2 separate regions of the Bos taurus genome follow, and region 2 is linked to region 1. A link is a contact called in public Hi-C data. All regions are on one chromosome and are shown on one strand. Each heading gives the region's core, a stretch centred on a gene start, on an enhancer-like site or on the middle of the called end of the contact. The rest is flanking DNA. Distances are from core to core; before and after follow the strand shown. Region 1 overlaps RBM20 (RNA binding motif protein 20). Region 2 holds the start of PDCD4 (programmed cell death 4).

The links. Hi-C and Micro-C count contacts between places; a contact is called where the count stands out from the background.
Region 2: a contact with region 1 is called in a Hi-C map of an unstated tissue, with 2.2 times the contacts expected there. The contact joins the promoter of PDCD4 here to the enhancer-like site in region 1. A contact is called at or near these places in 2 of 11 Hi-C or Micro-C datasets (liver and an unstated tissue).

What each region holds. Positions count from the first base shown.
Region 1 is chr26:31,376,143-31,382,497 of ARS-UCD2.0, reverse strand. RBM20 (RNA binding motif protein 20) reads right to left here. Exons shown (of 14, transcript NM_001192613.3): 10 at 2,121-2,225; 11 at 1-559. Among named protein-coding and RNA genes, the nearest start is that of PDCD4, 57 kb to the left of the region's middle. Within about 2 kb of position 1,552, at least 20 of the 102 cell types and tissues checked have an H3K27ac peak or open chromatin away from gene starts, as enhancers often do.
Region 2 is chr26:31,433,625-31,439,186 of ARS-UCD2.0, reverse strand. It overlaps PDCD4 (programmed cell death 4), which reads right to left and starts at 2,730. Exons shown (of 12, transcript NM_001083647.1): 1 at 2,633-2,730.

The DNA.
Region 1 (6,355 bases), core at 303-2,802:
GGGTCCCCCTGGCCTTGCAGTCATCGAGAAACGGGCCGGGCTGCCAGGCCCTCTCCTCTGCTGGCTTGGGGGAAGACATTTGCAGAAGTGGAGGGGCCAGACGAACATCTGAGCTCTCTCCTCCCTTTGCGGGCTTCTCGTAGCAATCTGAGCCCTCCAGGGAGAGGCCTGTCTCGCATTCAGCTGGCTTCCGCTCAGCATCCAGATTTAGGCCAGGCATCTCCACGTCCATGTCACTGGGACAGCCCGTTGAAGCAGAAGGCAGTTCTTCGGGCGACTTGAGGCTGATTTCTCCAGCCCCATTCCCGATGGTCTTGACTCCCTCCTTGGCGAAACCTTTGGTAAAGTCCAGGTCTAAGGCAGTTGTCACACAGGGACATATTTCTGCAGAGATTCTGTCCTTCTGGTCTATGGGCACAATCTCTTCTAGTTCTGGGATGTCTGGTTCCATGATAAAATCTTCTTCCTCCCCTACCTCATCCACTGTCACCAGCTCCTCCATGTTCGTGGGGTACCAGCTCTCACCCTCAGCCTCACTTCCACTCTCCGAATCCTGCTCCTGAATAAAAATGCGGATGGAGGTCAGAGGGTGGCTGAGGCTTGGTTCTTAGTATTTAACCAGAAGAGGGTGCAAATTGTGACCACAGGGCCCCTCAAACCGGAAAGATGCTGCGCAATCTTACTGCTACCTGGGTAATTAGGAGCTGTAAACCATTCAATCTCTCATCACTGATTCATCCCTAGGATGGGCCTCAAAATAGCACAGGAGTTGGAGTAAGCCCTTAATGCTTAACCCACCAAGTGGCACAAAGAATCTCAACTCCTGGTACATAAACAGGTGTTCAATAAAAAGATAGGGCTTTTTGTTTGTTTTGTTTTCAGCTGTGGGTAGCTTACATTTTTATTTGGTATTATGGCTTAGAGGTGCTTCTATATCATAGAATCTACATCTCTACCGTAACTGTTAACGCCCATGTAGGATTCCAGTCAAATGTATTTAGCCTACTTCCTATCGTGAAGCACTCCATACTGGTGCTTAGCCACTCAGTTGCGTCTGACTCTTTGCAACCCCATGAACTATAGCCGATGGGATTCTCCAGGCAGTAATACTGGAGTGGGTAGCCGGTCCCTTCTCCAAAGGATCTTTCTGACCCAGGGATCAAACCCTGGGTCTCCTGCATTGCAGACAGATTCTTTAACATCTGAGCCACCAGAGAAGCTCCACATACTTCCTATTAATAGATAATAATCTCTGCTCATCTTTTTATGATTAATTTCTAGAAACTTTATTTTTTTAAGTTTTGAGAGAGTTTTTGAATGAATAAGTTATAAGCTCTAAACGCATCACCTTGCTTGCAGGGCATCACTAAATGTAACTGCAGCGAAGCCCTTACAAGGTCCCCCCAAACACCCTCTCCCAGCAAGGGTACAACCCTCCATAGCCACAGTTCACACTTGGCTCCTCCCGAGACTTTCCCTCACGTCCCCAGTGGCCCAGAGGCCCGGCAGCCAGATTTAGGAGATCAGCTTCCAGCCAGTGATACTCATCTCCCTGCCTCTTCTGACTGGAAAGGCATGAAGCTGGCCACGCTCCAAGGACATTTCTTTTTGCTGTGGCAGCCCCAGCCCTGTGACTGGGTTTTTCATTTTAATTAAGTAAAATAATCTTCACAAGCACAGGAGATGTTTGGTTAATCCCAGCGTCAGGGCCTACTGAGGTCAGGGCCCCAGCCTGAGTACCCAAAGCCCCCTTCTGCCTGCAGCCCCTCCCCAGGACCTGCCTATTTTGGGAGTCTGGCTCTGTAGCCTGGAGTCTTTTGTGGGCACATGCTTTCTCTTATGAGCACAGCCAAGTTCCTGAAGATGGAGACAGAGCCCAGGCAGGTGGTAAAGATCTCTTCAATAAAGACTGTGCAAAGGTCCCAGGTGAAGCCATTACTCCAGAAAGTGCTGGCTTCATTCATGGACCCACTGCTGGGGTCTCAGACACATGCCATGCAGCAAGCAGGTCACCCCCAGGCAGCACGGGAAGGCCTATGACTTGGGGAGGCCTGTGACTTGGTGCCCCAGAGCCGTTGTGCCGATGTGGCTACACTGCCAGCATCTGGCACAAACTTTACCTTCCTTGCCCTTCTGTTTTCTGTATCGGAGGACTCTGTTTCCTTCTCTTGTCTGCCCACTGACGGGGGACTCTCTTCCATGCTATCCTGTTCCTCTTTTCCAGCCTTAGCAAAGGAAGCACAGAACAAACCAAATCAATAGTGAACAATGACAGAGGGCACACCAGGAGAAAAAGAACATTATTGAGAACAACTAATGATGCCAGATGCATTTCACACACATCACTTCCTTTATCCTCACAAAATCCCTTGGAGGCAGGGGCTGTTATCGTCTTCTTTTTACAGATGGGGACACTGAGGCTCAGAGAGGTTAAGTAACTTGCTCGAGGTCACACAGACAAACGGAGGCAGAGAGATGTTTCACTAATGTTTTCCCTGAGGACTTTAGGGAGATAGAAATCCCTGGCAAACTGGATACTTTTTGCAGCCATGATATCTGTAGACAGGGTGAATAAAGGGGACAAGGGGAATCTGATCCTGGGGTTCATAACCATCATGGTGACGTCTCATAACAGATCTGTATTAGCCATAAAAAAATCACTTCCAGGCCACTTAGGGTTAGGAAGCGTGTTGTCATCCAATCAGGGCCCCGTCACCTCACTTTTGACTTATGTCTGTCCTAGAGTTATCGCCCCAGCTAGCAATCCTTTCCCACCTTCCTTCCTCCCCCTTCCCTCAGATTAAGTCCCTCATGCTAGCACTCATGTCTGGGAAAGTGAACAACTGAAGCAGGTGTTTGCTTTGAGAATTAGGGTCTCTGACCCGCCTTTAAAACAGGGGTCATTAAACTCCCATCCTCAAGCCAAATCTGACCCAGGGCCTCTTTTCTGTGCAGTCTGTGAACTAAACAATGCTTCTCACATCTCTAAACAGTTGCATGCTAAATGATGATACAAGTACCTACATAATATCCTCAATTTAGCGTACTTGCCCACATGGCTGAAAATAATTACTCTCTGTTTTTTTTTGTAGAAAAACATTTGCCAACCCCCATTTTAGAAGCTTGAGGATATTCTCCCATGACTTAAACTTTGGCCACCAAAGCAATGAGTGTTCCCGGATGTTCTTGGGAGCAAGCTGCATTTTCTCGACAACTCTGGCTGAGGTTGGCTCAAAGTAAACCACTCTCGCTCTGATTTCTTACGAGCAGACACACCTCTCTTTGCTGACAAGGAGCCAGCCTGGCTGGGAGCTCAGGGCTGACGGGTTTAACTAGATATGACTGGACAGGGAAAGACAGTTGAAATCCTCAAGTCTTTGCTCTTTCCAGTGTTTGCAGCAGAATCTCTGCTCTAGCCTTCTGAGCTGACCTGAGCTGAAAGCAGCTCCAAATGCCTTTTTAGCCCTCAGAACCCAGAGCTTCTACCAACAGGGGGCCACTTTTCTTTATTTTTCCTGAATAAATTACCCACTGCCCTCTCTTGTCAAAATAAACAGCCTGTACCCTTCCCAGGCAGTTTCTGCAGCCACATATCCAGATCAACACAGTAAAGAGACTCCCTCCAGTTCTAGCTGGGAGAGGCAGGGACAACCCAGCCTCTGGAAAGCCCCTCGCCAGAAGGACCTCCTGCCCTTCATCCCTGCAGGCAAAGGCCACACCGCAGTGCCTTTCAGGGCATCCCTAGACCTGGGACCATTTCCAGGTGACAGCAGCTTACAGGGAACAGACAAAGGCAACCAATGCCCTCGCGCCCCACCCCATCCCCACCCACCAGCTTAGGGAGCAAAGTATTAGGTCCTGACTATTGCAGGCAGTGCTGTCACCACAGGGCTGGGGTCACTGCTAAACCACCTACTAACTGGTCTCCCCTTCTGCTCGGCAGCCTCCTCCCAAGTGTGTTCTCCCCAAGGTCCTCGGGAATGACGATTCCAAAATGTAAAAACAATTATATCCTCCCTGCACCTTCCTGCCTGAATGCTTCATTTCCTTCCCCTAGAACTTAGGATAAAGACAAAACCCCTCAACCTGCCTGTAAGGCTCTGCATGATGAAGTCTCTCGTTGACACATCAGCCTCACCTCCCACCATTCTATCCCTGGCTCTCTCTGCTCCAGCAACACTGGTCTCCAGCCACAGGGCCTTTGCACATGATATTCCCTCTGTCTGTTCTCCTTCCTTTTGACCCAATAAATTCCCACCATTCCTTTCAATCTCAACAGGCACATCCTAACCCAGGAAAGCCTCTAGTTTGTTAAAGGCACTGATAGCACTGCATCCTCCACCTCCTTAACACTTAACACTCATACTCATCTGTTCAATGAAGGAATTATTTTATGAGCGTGTTTTTCACGAGACCATGAGCTCCGTGCAATTAAGAGTCATTTTAGCTTTGACTCACAGCTGCAGCCCTAGTGCTAGATGCTCCATGAATATGAGAATGGAGACTGGTAGGAGAGGGTGAAGTGAGTAATAAGAACACACCTGCCACCCAGCATGCATGGATCTCTCTCTAGGCTTTGAACGGAGCATGAGTTCTTTTGATATTTCTCTCTCCTGTGGATTATGTATACTGGGGGCTGTATTCTGGGGACGCCTGGGGCTCCACCTGACCTACAGACATGTTTTGTTTTACATAATTTCTAAAACATGGGAAATTTCATATAGATATCTGCATCTGGACTTTGGTCTTGCCTTAAGAAAAGGGAAATCAGACACAGGGTATGTATGCCTGCACGGCAGCCATAGAGTGGACCTGAGAAGTGGCTGACCCAATATACAGGCATTTCCTCCTTGGTCCACCACATTCCCAGTTTTCCTCTCTGGCTTCAGTCATGCTACCTGGTCTGTGTCACCTGTCTGGTTTCCCTGCCCTAGGCATCTGGGTCTGTAAACCTTGGTGCCCCTGCCAGGAAAAGTGGAGGAGAGCCTCTTTCCCATGTTGTCCTATTCACTGCCTTGTCTTCTTTCTTTCTCTTTTGGTCTCATGGTCAGGGCTGAGCCTATGTCTGGCTGTGGCCTCCCACAAACACTGAGCAGTGCATACAATGGCTTTGCCAGCACGGGCACTCCCTTCAGACTCTCCCAGGGTTTCCCCTGAGCACAATCTTGTTAAAAGTCTTACAGCAGCCTTGTGATCACACCCATTTCACAAAGGAGAAAACTGAGGCCAAAAGAACAGGGTGTGACCTAGTTCTCAAAAGCCAGGCTTCTGCCTCCAGAGTCTGGACTCAATCATTCATTCCTTTTACAAATACTTATTGAACACCCACTCTGTGCCAAACCCTAATCCAGGAATTAGGGGGGACTGGCAGTGACACAAATTCCTGCCCTCATTGAGCTCACAAGGGGGTTGGGGTGGGGGAGGGCTGGGAGGGAGAGGAGACCCTATACAAAATAAAAACATTAGGAGATAGATTAGAAGGAGACAGATGCCACTAAGAAAAAGAAAGCAGGGGAGGATGGGAAGTGGGTTGGGATGTTGTGATTTTATGCAGTGACCAAGAATAAACTTTGGAGATTGTGACAATGAATAAAGACACAGGAGCTGAGGAGGGAGCCATGTGGATGTCAGCAGGGGAGGAGCTTCCGGGGAGGGGCTCCCAGGCAGGGGAATGCCCTGTGGTGGGCTTTTCATATCATAAGAAAGGGAGGGACCCTGTCCTTAGCCTTCATTCCCCAAGTTCAGTTGCTGCCTGTTCTCTGGCTCCTGGGGCAACCCTATAGGTTGTAGGCTGTTCTCAAGATGGTGATGAGAGTTTAACATCAGTGGGTCACAAGGAGGACTGAAGTCCTGCAGCAGATGGTGAGCCCCGGATGAGGCATTTGGATGGAAGGCGCCAGCCAACTGCTGAGCATTTTTATTCCAGTGGAAGGAAACACAATGTCTGGAGAAACACACCAAGCCCTGGGCACCCAGTATAACTTAGCGGGGGGTGGTGGCTTCTCCTTCACCACCTCTCATCAAAGCCCAACACTGGTGGATGCTCTGGCAGGAGAAAGGACGGAGCAGACCAAAGGTCTAATCTACCCTGGCAGAGTGTGTGGGTGCAAACACTTCAGGGCAGCTCCACCCTGGACAAACAGACAAAATCCAACAGAAGGCCTCTGCATCAAGTCCTTGCCGAACTTCTAGTAAAGGCAGGAGGGTGCCGTGGGACTTAGAGCCAGATCAATGACTGGGTGTCATTCCAGTTCTACCATCTCCTGACCGTGTGTCCTTGGGCAACTAACGTAAGCTCTCTGGGCCTCAGCTGCCTCGTCCACAGTAATGATAGTATTATTACTAGTATTTCTTC
Region 2 (5,562 bases), core at 1,481-3,980, 56 kb before region 1:
TGTTTTGGAAAGAGAAAATGTCACATGATACGCGTGTGAGATTTTTTAACGAGTTACATTTTAAAAATCTTCTTCAATCTTGATACAAGCATAATCTTCAAGAGGACACTTTCCACAGAACTTAGCTAATAAAGTATAACTGATGTTTAAAAAGCCCCATATAATTCAAAAACAATTTTACATGTGTTATTTCATGTACAACTCAGAACAATCTTGAGGTAGGAACTCCACTGTTCACATAACTAAACGGAATCAGAGAAAGTGCTCATTGGAAGAACCAGGATTAGAACCCTGACCTTCTAAATCCAGTTCCGTGTGCACAAGCTCAATACAAGATTTTAATAACCCACAGGAAAATTCTTCTTTAGAGTTACCAGAGAGAAGCTTATTAGAACACAGACTTCTGCTGTCATATCAAAATTTTAAATACTGCTTTTCTAACACTAAAAATAATATCTAAATTATTACACAAAAACACTCAGTTGGACAAAGAACATTATCAGGTAATGACTATAGTTTATCAAGTTTGTTTTTATTAAATAACTATAACAACAACAAAAAGCCCTGTCTGGGTCTTCTGGCAATGATTAACACATTCAAGAACTCAGGGACACTTGATAACAACACAGATGTTTTAGAATTTACAGAAGGATAAAGATAAGTCCCATGTTTTTACTGTCTTCAAAGTAATGAGCTTCCAGTTACTTAACAATCCATAAGATTTTTGCCACAAACTTAAGAAAAATGTAAAGCAAAAAAAAAAAATCTAAACTCCACATTCTTCACACAAAACTAGAAAATTTTCAATAAAGCTGTAAGTCAGACAAAATTAAAGGCTGAAATTAAACAGTTTTCATTTATCCATTGTGTTTCACAGAAACATACAGGCAGAAGCATCAATTTCCAAGACATTCCCCAAAAGACCCTCACTTTCCCATCCTACCTCCCCTAAAAAAACCTATTTCCTGAAATATACCTCATAAACCACTTTGACTGTTTTTTGAAGTTTAGGCCATATGTTAACTAGAAAAGAACTTGTATTCACTCCAGGGCTACAGTCACTGCTAACTAGCCACTTAAAATCAGCTAAAAGCACTCAACCACAATGATGCAAAAATGAGGGAAAATAGCAAAATGTCATTTATTTTTACACTTTTAGCAACTACTTTTCCTTTCTCATTATTACAACAGAAAAACCAATCAAAATAAAATTCAAAGACGCCTGCTAAGATATTAAGGAGTTTAATAAACCTATAAAAAAGGGAAGTTAAGAGCACAAATGGTGGTGGCAGTTTAGTAGCTAAGTTGTGTCCAACTCTTGCAACCCCATGAACTGTAGACTTCCAGGCTCCTCTGTCCACAGGATTTCCCAGGCAAGAATACTGGAGTGGATTGCCATTTCCTTCTCCAAGGGATCTTCCGGAGCCAGGAATCGAACCAGCATCTCCTGCACTGGCAGGCGGATTCTTCACCACTGAGCCGCCAGGAAAGCTCAAAGGCATAAATACCAATAAGTAAATTTACAACATATCTGTAGTGATCCTTTAAAAAGTGAGTGGTGAGTTCCTAAAAAGCCTTACGTTAGCAAGAATGCCAAAAGTCTAATTTAACAGTGAAAATGCAGGGAAAAACAGGCGGTGACATTCCCCCCTACCCCGAGAAAGGTGCATTTTTAGTCATTTTACTCCTCTGTCAGTATCTCACAACTGCTGGCTACGCAGTCAGTTCTCACTAGGGCCAGGGGAGACCGGCGATTTTGACTTCCGAAGGCAGTTCTAAAGCTCTTGCAAAGCAAACAAACCAAAAAAGCCTCCCCGCATACACCGCAGCATCAAATAGACAAACGCAGCAGACAGAGCACACGTTACACAGAAAGGGGGCTCCCTCCCTGCCTTTGTTTTCTCCGGGAGATTTCATTTAAACTAAACAAGCGACCCTATACCCAACCTGAGGCGCCGCGAAGTTCTCGCAGGGCCGGGGCGGCAGGCACGTGGCCGCCTCCCAGCAGCCCCTCCCGCTGCGGCCCGGCCCGCTTCCCCGCCGCGCAGGCCCGGGCTCCTGCAGACCCCAGGCCAGGCCGACCCCCGCGTGGTGCTGGACGCGGGCGGGCGGCCGGGCCCGGGCTCCGGTGGGCCGGGTCTGGGAACGCCCGGCCGCATCTTCAGAGCCGGCCACCAAGGAGACCAGGAGGGCGGGGAGGGCGCAAACCTTCCTCACAGGATTTCAGTCGGGCCAGAAACCCGCCTCCCGACGCCCACCCCCAGAGGAAAATGAAAAGTCGGCCTTCTGGGGGGCGAGGAGCCCCTCGACGGCGAGAGCCTCGCGCGCCCCGCTAAGCCTGGAGGGGGTCCAAGAGGGGGCGGGCCCGCGGCGCCACGCTCCCGGCCGGGGGCAGAAGGAGGGCACCGGGGCCGGTTCTCCGCAGCCCAGGGCGTTGGGGCGGACGCGGCTGGGCCTGCCGAACTCCAAGGAGGCGGCGGACGCCGGCCCCGCCAGCCTGACCCAGACTCGGCCGCCGCCTCCACAACCCCCCGGCCCCCTCCCCCCTCAACGAGCGGCTGCCTCTGAAGATAGGGGCTGTGGGAGAGGGCGCAGTCCTCCCGACCGCGCGAGCCGGGCCGCCGCTACTGACCCCTCAGGCCGCCGCCGTCGCCGCCGCTGTTGCTCGCCCAGGTCTCTGGTCAGCCGGCCCCGACCCCGCACCTCAGCGTCTGCCGCTGCCTCCGAGCGTCTCTGGCCCCTCTCGCTCTGTTTGTTTTTGTTTTGTTCTACCCAGTAACACGGGGGCGACAGGGCGCCGTTTATTGGCCAATCCGAGGAGGTCTTCTGGCCAATCGTAGCGATGGAGCTGGCGCTGCGGAGGGAAAAGGAGGGAAGTGAAACGTGGAAAGCTGGGCAAAGGCGCGGGAGGACGCATGCGCATCAGGCTTTGGGGCCTGGCTGGTGGGGGAACCGAGTAGAGTGGCTGGGGAGGTTGGGGGCGGGGAGTTGAGGGGGGCGGCAGGGAGTTATGGAGTGGGTTGCTGCTGGGAGGCCCGGCTGGAGGGAAGTGAGGACGGAAGGGCAAAGCCTCAGGCTGCGGGCACCCATCCTTCCACGCCGGTCAGCAGCCTCGGCTGAAGCAAACGCTTTGGGCTTCCTGAGGGTCCCGGCCTCCATTTCCCGACACTCCTCAGGGGAATACTCTTAACTTCTCTAATTCCTTCTCCCGCTGGCCCCTGCTCACTCCTTAGCCCCTACTGTGTGCAAACCCCATGCTAAGAATATTAGTGAATGCTCTCAATCCTTTGCGGTAAAAAATCACTCACATTTCATAGATGAGAAAACAGACTCAAAAACTCTTTGAAGTCCCTTTGCTAAATGTGACTACTCGGGTTCCTGGGATTCAAACACACGTTTCCGGCTCCAAGGTTGAGGTTTTCAACCATGGCTATAATTTCGTTATTGAAACTTCGGCCTCCTGTGGCTGTTCGTGCATCTTTTCCTCCTGTCTAGGATTGGCTAGTCTTTTCCTCACATCCTCCCTATCTTCCCTGTTACCTGAGACAACCACCAGAACTTTCTGCTGTCTCTTGTCCTCTCGGGAGATGACTCAGCCAGGATCTGCGGCTAGATTTTCCCATTGTCTGATGTGCAACACCTCACGGGTGTCCGTAGCCTCTTTGGAACCAAATTGCATCCTCCCCTACCAGCAAGCGCCTTCTCCTAGTTTACCTCTTTCTGCCAGTCACCCTGCCTGGGAATCATTTGTAACACATAAACAACACGAAAACCTTTTTCACCAGCTTCCCGCTACCTGCTTGGAGCATCACCTCAGCCCCGCCTTCATGGCCCTTTGGCTGTGACGTCAAGACTTTCTAGTCATGTCTCTCCACACCACTCCCAATCCACACACACACACACACACCACCGACTGGAGCCCACTTGGACCGCTCTATGTTCCATATGTTTTGATATGATCTTGCAGTCCCCTAATTCTTCAGTTTGGACTTGTTGCACCTATAGAGACACTGCTCACATTCTACCTGGCATTTTATCTGAATCTCTCTTATTGCCCATTAGCCTTTCACCTCGTGGAGAGCGAGACCTGTGTTATTCATCTGTTATTGTTGTAGGGCTTTAAAAAATGTCTTGCACGTTTATTGTAACAGTGCAATAAATCCGACTTGATCCAGGTTCACAAAGGTTCTCAGCAGTTGGTGCTCATCCACACCTCCTGGCATGGCCAGGCTCTGAATTAGCTTTACCAGTCACTGTTTAAAAGCAAAGCTTCCTGATCAAAAGTCAATTTCATTTTGTTGTTTTCTCCCATCACCTGCAACTGTCTCCATTCCCTTCTCTGACAGAGCACCTCTGTCCTCCACTGAGCACTGACTGCTGGCTCTTTTCATCCATCCTGCTCTTTCTGCTCAGTTTCTCTTTTTCTGACTCCTGCAGATTCTTTCATTTATTCTTTTAACATATAACCTATGGCACACACAGACTGCAATAGGGAAGCCCCCCAAGAACTGAAATAACGAAAGAGTAGGATATGATTACCTATTTTTAAAAGCATTTAAAACAACCACTATCTTCAAGCAAATTACCCTTAAAAGGACCTATTATAAAGTAAAGTTTTCATTCCAATCCCAAAGAAAGGCAATGCCAAAGAATGCTCAAACTACCGCACAATTGCACTCATCTCACATGCTAGTAAACTAATGCTCAAAATTCTCCAAGCCAGGCTTCAGCAATATGTGAACTGTGAACTTCCTGATGTTCAAGCTGGTTTTAGAAAAGGCAGAGGAACCAGAGATCAAATTGCCAACATCTGCTGCATCATGGAAAAAGCAAGAGAGTTCCAGAAAAACATCTATTTCTGCTTTATTGACTATACCAAAGCCTTTGACTGTGTGGATCACAATAAACTGTGGAAAATTCTGAAAGAGAGGGGAATACCAGACCACCTGACCTGCCTCTTGAGAAACCTATATGCAGGTCAGAGAGCAACAGTTAAAACTGGACATGGAAAAACAGACTGGTTCCAAATAGGAAAAGGAGTTCGTCAAGGCTGTATATTGTCACCCTGTTTATTTACCTTATATGCAGAGTACATCATGAGAAACGCTGGACTGGAAGAAACACAAACTGGAATCAAGATTTCCAGGAGAAATATCAATAAGCTCAGATATGCAGTTGACACCACCCTTATGGCAGAAAGTGAAGAGGAACTCAAAAGCCTCTTGATGAAAGTGAAAGTGGAGGGTGAAAAAGTTGGCTTAAAACTCAACATTCAGAAAACGAAGATCATGGCATCCGGTCCCACCACTTCATGGGAAATAGATGGGGAAACAGTGGAAACAGTGTCAGACTTTATTTTTCTGGGCTCCAAAATCACTGCAGATGGTGACTGCGGCCATGAAATTAAAAGACGCTTACTCCTTGGAAGGAAAGTTATGACCAACCTAGATAGCATGTTCAAAAGCAGAGACATTACTTTGCCAACAAAGGTTCGTCTAGTCAAGGCTATGGTTTTCCTGTGGTCATGTATGGATGTGAGAGTTGGACTGTGAAGAAGGCTGA